Linked DNA regions of Gossypium hirsutum: region 1 is linked to region 2. Evidence: chromatin contacts called from public Hi-C data. All regions are on one chromosome and are shown on one strand. Each heading gives the region's core, a stretch centred on a gene start, on an enhancer-like site or on the middle of the called end of the contact. The rest is flanking DNA. Distances are from core to core; before and after follow the strand shown.

Region 1 (3,428 bases), core at 297-2,796, 44 kb after region 2:
CTAGTTATTCTCTCTTTTCATCTCCCTATTGTTTTCTTTCTTATCTACCTTTTCTACTCATGTTATTAATCATCAATTTTTCAATACAAAATTGGAGAAAATTTGTTTGAATCTTGTACGGCTGCTTTTCCAACTATAAACACGTCATTTTTATATATAAAAAAAATAAATTAAACTAGAAAATTAGGAAAGAAATTCGTTGCGCGTTCTAATCACGATTGAACATCTTAATTCAGTTTGTTTATAACATATTCGTGAAGAAAATAGAGGTTTGATTTGAGAGAACATTATTTCTTGTTTCATGTTTGGACAATGCACAATGTCACGTGAAAATGTTTGATTAACTTTTTATGGGATTAGCGGTTGGAAATTTTATGTAATAAATATATAATTATTTGAGATAAAAATAAAATTTAGTGTTTGTTGAAATGATAAGGTTGGTATCTTACATGTGAATGTATTATTTTTAAATTATATGTAAAAAGATAAAAAAAATAAATTACTTTTAAATTAATATTTGTTGCTTTATAAATAAGTTAGTGCTGAATTGAAAGTGATACTAATCCAGTCAAAGTTTTAAATAATGGTATAAATGTTTATTTTATTAATATTAGATTATTGCACATCCACAATGTAGGTGAAAAAAATATAAAAAGAAATTATGTAAAGAACAAATGAAGTTTTGGTTTAACGGTAAAGTATAGATGTTGAAAATTAATGAGATGTAAGTTTAAATTTTATTTTTCTATGAAAAAGATATAAAATGATAAAAATACCTTTAAGTTAATACAATTTACTTTGTAAAATGATAGTATTTTTATCTTTTTCTAATTGAATTATTATTTGATTAATCCGTAACACCAACATAATAAAAAAATTTATAATAAATATAAATAATTTTTTTGATGTATTCTTCATTTATATTTTACAATACACATATTCATGAGTTCCAACCTACACTCCCGATAATATTAATTTCAAAGTTGGAAGTTTGGTCTCTCTCTTAAAATTGGAATTAATTAAATAAAGATATGAGTTGGTTTAGTATGGTAATTGAAAAACAGGTAAGATTGAGCCGTGAAACCTCAATAAAACGCGGTTTTGGAAGGATAAATGAAATGATGTGCTTCCCACGTGAAATCATAATCAACCAACATTACGTTTATGATTTGTCGGTTTTGATAGCCAAAAATTCGTCATCCTTTACCCAACATATCATTTCTTTTTGCTTATGCTTGCAACTGGAAAACAATTATGTTCCTTTTTGACCAAATTTTGTTTTAGCTTCATCATTTCTTGTATATGTATATAGGTTAGCTTCATCATTTTGTCCATATCTAAATTACAATAATAAAATGATCATTTTATTTAAATATTTATTTATATTTACATAAACCAAGATGAGCAAGAATAAAAGGACAAAGCAGGACTTAATTAACAAAAGTAAGGTAGTTGAAGGACTTCAATAAGATGGGGTTTAGAAAGATCAAAGTGAATCCAATAGTCTCCAAATACTATTATTATTATTATGACAATGACTTTCCGTTTTGTCATTCTATGTCCCCCATTCAAACCTTAGAAGAATATATGAAAAACAATGGCACGTTGGATCCCTTGTACTTGTAAGATTAGATTTTTGTGTGGAAATTTTTAACAACACCATGTGCATGCTTCCAATTGTCATGTTGATGACTTTCTTTTTTTAAATGTTAGATATTTATTTTTTGGGACATTTGGCACCTAATTTGGCTGATCATATATATATATATATTGGGGGAATTTATTACTTAAATTTTTATGTAGTATCGTATGAATAAATAATAAGATTCGGAAAAAAAACGTTTTTGGTTGTTTGTTACTGATTGAGTTTTTCAGTTTGATTGGTATGTGTATTGTTGTCAATATAAGAGGATGTGAATTCGAATGCATTGAAATGTATTATCCACCTATTTATGAGTTGGGGAGGGACTATGTGTAGTTTTAGGCATTATATCAAAAATGGTAAATATAATCAAAATCTATAATGAGATTTTTTTTAAAAAAAATCTATTTATTTATTTGCTTTGTTTCGCATTTTATTGTTATAAAATTTTATTTGTCAGTTGGTTTGGAATTAAGACATTAAAATAACAAGGTAAAGTCTAAACAACAAACATGTCAAGTGTGACTCGAACCCAATTCACACCTGAGACGGTAAACACCTTTAATCATCTTATAAAAAATCCATCTTACAAATCTATCTTATAAATTAAGGTATTTGGAGTTACTCGGAAATTAAATCAAAATTTATTTTTTTATATGAAAATAAATGTTGTATATTTAAAATAATGAAAATAATTTAAAAGTTCTTAAAAATTTATTATTTTTTAGAAATATCTATAAAAAAATTAAAATTTTGTCAAATAATATTCAAAAGTCATAAAATAAAACTCATTTTGTCAAAATAATTATATGAAAAAATCAAGAATTGAGTTGAAGTGAACCAAATCGAGAATAATTTAAAAAATTAAAAAAATTTCAACCAAACCAAACTGAACCGATATCACCTCTAACTATATACAAGTCAAAGCAACCCTGGCCTCTAATTTATTTTATTTTACTAAATAAAAAACTTTATATATATTTATAGCATAAATTTAAGTATATAAATAAAAGGGAAATTAACTCATGTTTTTGTTTTCACTTATTTATAAACTCTTCAATTTAATTGGTTTATCATAAAACATAAAGCAATTAGTGGTGATATCCTATACTATTATTATTTATATCTTCAAACTCTTAAATTAAAGAATAATTTGTATTTAAATATGTTCAAATTTCATTTATTTAACATTAACGATAGCTTTAATTGAATATGTCTAGAACCAATATAACAAATTCTGTATTCATTTATTTGTAAGTCATTCCTTGGTTCTTGTTTTCTGTTGATGATTTTTATTTTATTTTATGTTTTTGTAATATTTTCTAAACATGTTGTAATTTGATGGTTTTTTCTTCTGTTTTGATAGTTTATGTTATAGCATGATGAGATGTTTTTATTCTTATTTATGAAATAGCTAAGTTATACTTAAAAAACCCCGCAACAAAATTTAAAAATATGAATTTCTTGGTTTTTGTGCTTTTATTTATGAAGTAAATAAAACTTATAACTTCTTCCTACTTACATATATGTGTTTACATGGGTAAAAATTATTGGAAATTAAAGGTTTAAAAAATTAGAATTTATGTTTGAGGTGTGAATATTATTATTTTTAAAGATATTTTACGGATTTATGTATCTCCATTATTCAATAAGTATTTTTGCTAATCAGAATAGTAAACTAATTAAACACTCAATTGAGATTGTAGAAGAAAGCCTTTTCTAAAGAGAATACAAAGAAACATGGAAGTTAATGAGTAACTTTGAAAGTTGTCATGCATGATATTTA
Region 2 (3,533 bases), core at 461-2,960:
AAGATGTACAATGGTAGGTGCAAGTGTCAAGACCCATCTATGCATGATCAACACGTAGGACTTTATCAAGTCCATTCAAGTCCAACTATTGCCTAATCGCTAGACCCATTAATCCAATTGTCACGTGGCTAGCAGGCTATTTTGCCCCTTTAAAGGGCATACCAAGAGAAGACCCAAACGTAGACATATTGGTGAGTAAACTTTCCAATAAATACTCCCTCTTTCACCATCAAGGCAAGACCATCTCCTTATGTCAAAACTTTGTTGGACCACCTACCATTAAATCCTTGCATGGCCAACTTCTTTCCTCCTTGTAGAGGCGAATCTGAAGGGAGGCAGGCAGAGGTTTTGGCCCTTCAAAATTGATTTTTTTTTCAATTTAGTCCTCTTATAAATAGAGAAATTATAAATTAATATATAATGAACTTGTACTTTGGCCCCCAAAATAAAACATTTTCAATTCAATCCTCTTATAAATAAAGAAACTATAAATTAATATATAGTAAAATTGTACTTTAACCTTCATAAAAAAGAAATAATTTATGTTTAGTCCCTTCAAAAATAATGAACTTATAAATTAATAGATAATAAATTTATATTTTAATTTATGAAAAAATATAAATAAAATTTTGAATTCGTCCCTCTCTATTTTTCCCTTCTTCCTTTTCAATTTTGCGTAAACACTAATTTTATTTTTTGGTTGAATTTGATAAAAACAATAAACATAAACTTAATAAAGATTTAAAAAAGAATAGTGATAATTGGAGTTGCACATCAATCGCAACAAAGATGATATGAAATCCATCATTATATAATAATAATTCATTTATGAAAATAATTTCACAAAAAGAAAAAGGAGTGCCATTCTCGTGGAGTGGGCAGGCCATTAGGTGGTAGACGGCATCTATGAGCAAGCCCATTTATGAATTAATTAAACTCAGTCACAGCAGTGACTTCATCTACGTGTTCTCTTGGCTAAGGCTGGGCCATCAAGAAGTAGTTATGTGTGGACCATTCCCCTTTCTTTTTTATTTTATTTTATTTGACATTGCACTTTCATTCTTTCTTTCTCTATTTTAGACTTTTCTTGCATTTTATTTATTTTCTAGTCCAAGAATTTTGGAGAGAGAGAGAAGTTCCTTCTAGAAAAACCACCTTACTCCTAAATGTTGGGCAGTTGAGTAAAATGAATGTATTCTGTTTATTTTCATTTAGTATTTCATCCCTAAAGCATCTAGTCAAAATGGCATTTAGAAGGAAAGAGGGTTACATATGTAAGAAAATTACATTTCTCCCAGGGAGATTTTTCTTTGTTTAGTTTAATCTTTCAAAAGAAATTCAAAATTTCAATTTTAGACTGCCTTTTAACTTAAAAACTTTTAAATTAAAATTTTTTAGAGAATATTATTTTCTAAAATTTTAAAATACAATCTTTCTAACACATGCTTTTTCCAAAGCAAGAAGAAAAGTCTTTTATTATTATGGGATAAAGAAAAAGAAAATGCAGTCATAATAAACCTAACGAAACGAATTGAATAAAATTCTCTTCCTTTATTATGTTTCCACTTGGGAATGGTTAAAAAAGTAAATATAGCCAAGCTGCAATCTAAAGGGAGAAGTTGATGTCACGTGTCACTGTAGATGATGTCATTGTGTTCCTTCAATCCTAGATCTTTAGTATAAAAAAAGGAGGAACCCCCCACCAATACCACCATTATCATCTTTATCGCATCCATTCCGTCTCCCTAAAACTAAGAAACAAAGAATCCATATCTGTCTATTTGGTCCTTTAGCCTAACCCCCCCCCCAATGCTTAAGATGGAATATACTAGTGAAGTAGCTGCTCAATCTCCTTCGCCTAAGTCTTCCAATTCATCTTCTTCTCCTCCTCCTCCTCCTCCTCCTCCTACATCCGTTGTTATTAGCCCTTGCGCCGCTTGCAAGATCTTAAGGCGCAGATGTGCTGATAAGTGCGTCTTGGCACCTTATTTCCCTCCCACTGAGCCTACCAAGTTTACCATTGCTCATCGTGTCTTTGGTGCTAGCAACATTATCAAGTTCTTGCAGGTATCCTTTTTCTTTTTCTCCATAATCACTCTCCCATTCACCCTAGAGTCTGATAGTGTGAAATGGTAAAACACTGTAGCTTCGGGTTAATGCGTTGACAATTGAGTTCAAAACAGATAATATATTTATGGAAAAGTCATTTGGTGGAACGATTTTTATTTTCTACAAGGGTGGGGCAGGGTTGAGACGGATAGTTAAACACAAATTGAGGTTTATTGACATAGTCAATGACATTGCATGTGGAAAGGACCCTACTTTCTGCATTAAAATGTTGGCACTTGCTCAATATGTCGCCAAATGTACTTATCCGTTTCCCATATATGCAAATGAGGGAATTGACTGTCCCGCATTAAGCAATTATTTGTGGTTGCTCAATAGTCAATTATGATCAGATATGCTAAAACGAGGGAAATTTTCAGGAACTCCCAGAGTCTCAAAGGGCTGATGCAGTAAGCAGCATCGTGTACGAGGCGAGTGCCAGAATCCGAGACCCGGTTTACGGTTGCGCCGGGGCCATTTGTCAACTGCAAAAGCAAGTTAATGAGCTCCAAGCACAACTAGCCAAAGCTCAAGCTGAAGTGGTGAACATGCAGTTGCAGCAAGCCAACCTGGTGGCTTTGCTTTGCATGGAGGTGGCACAGTCTCCTCAACAGAATCCCCACCAACCCATCGACGATTTCCTCAGCAACAGCCCACAAAGCTACCACAGCAACCCTAGTTTCTTGGATGACAACAACTTAGGTTCATCATGGGAGCCTCTTTGGACATGAAGCACTCAAGCTTTATAAGCATATGTTTAGAAATTTTATGAAAATGAAACTCTTCCAACTCAAAGCCAATGGCTCCAAAGAAGGAGAAGTTGAAGGAGATTAATAAAATTAACTTGGTAGTAGATGGAAGTTTAGGGTCTAATCACTTTGTTAAAATTAACTAGTAGTAGATTTGCTGTTGCTTCTGTTTTTGTTTTTTTTGTTTTTTTTTTGGGTACATTTGATAGTCCCGGGATGTTGGTATGAAGTAGATATGTCTTTTTCCTCCATGTAATTTCCTCCCATGTTTGGAGAGAAAGAGAAATATGTACTCCATTTTTTTTCTTCCTAAACTTTATATTTGTGTTCTGATTTTTGAAATTATAACAACTTTTAGGTCACCTACTATGATTACTTATAATTGATGTTTTGGTTTAGTTCTTTGTTAGATTAACTAGCTTTTGACCATCTCAGCAACTACTTCCTCTGATTTTGACTCGGGATTTAACAAGTAAATTAGTTTTTTTTTTATAAAAATATTGGGGGTAAGAGATGCAATAACTAGATTCGAATTTGCGTAAAATAAATGTTGGCAAGAGTTTTAATTTCAAGATAATAACTAAATTAGTTATTGTATTTATTTTTAGAATTATCTATATTTATTTTATAATCTATATTTCAAGTTTGTAACTATCTCTTTTAACAATATTATTTTTA

What was found. Hi-C and Micro-C count contacts between places; a contact is called where the count stands out from the background.
Region 1: a Hi-C map of leaf shows a contact between it and region 2, with 2.8 times the contacts expected there. The contact joins the enhancer-like site here to the promoter of LOC107953117 in region 2. A contact is called at or near these places in 12 of 34 Hi-C or Micro-C datasets (fibers, leaf and an unstated tissue).

Annotation. Positions count from the first base shown.
Region 1 is chrA07:22,516,570-22,519,997 of Gossypium_hirsutum_v2.1, forward strand. No RefSeq gene overlaps it. Among protein-coding and RNA genes, the nearest start is that of LOC107953205, 12 kb to the right of the region's middle. Within about 2 kb of position 1,547, at least 2 of the 9 cell types and tissues checked have an H3K27ac peak or open chromatin away from gene starts, as enhancers often do. A contact at or near this core is called in leaf, where this site is marked.
Region 2 is chrA07:22,472,655-22,476,187 of Gossypium_hirsutum_v2.1, forward strand. LOC107953117 (LOB domain-containing protein 1) reads left to right here and starts at 1,711. Exons shown (of 2, transcript XM_016888343.2): 1 at 1,711-2,067; 2 at 2,487-3,217. The coding sequence starts at 1,810. The coding sequence ends at 2,837.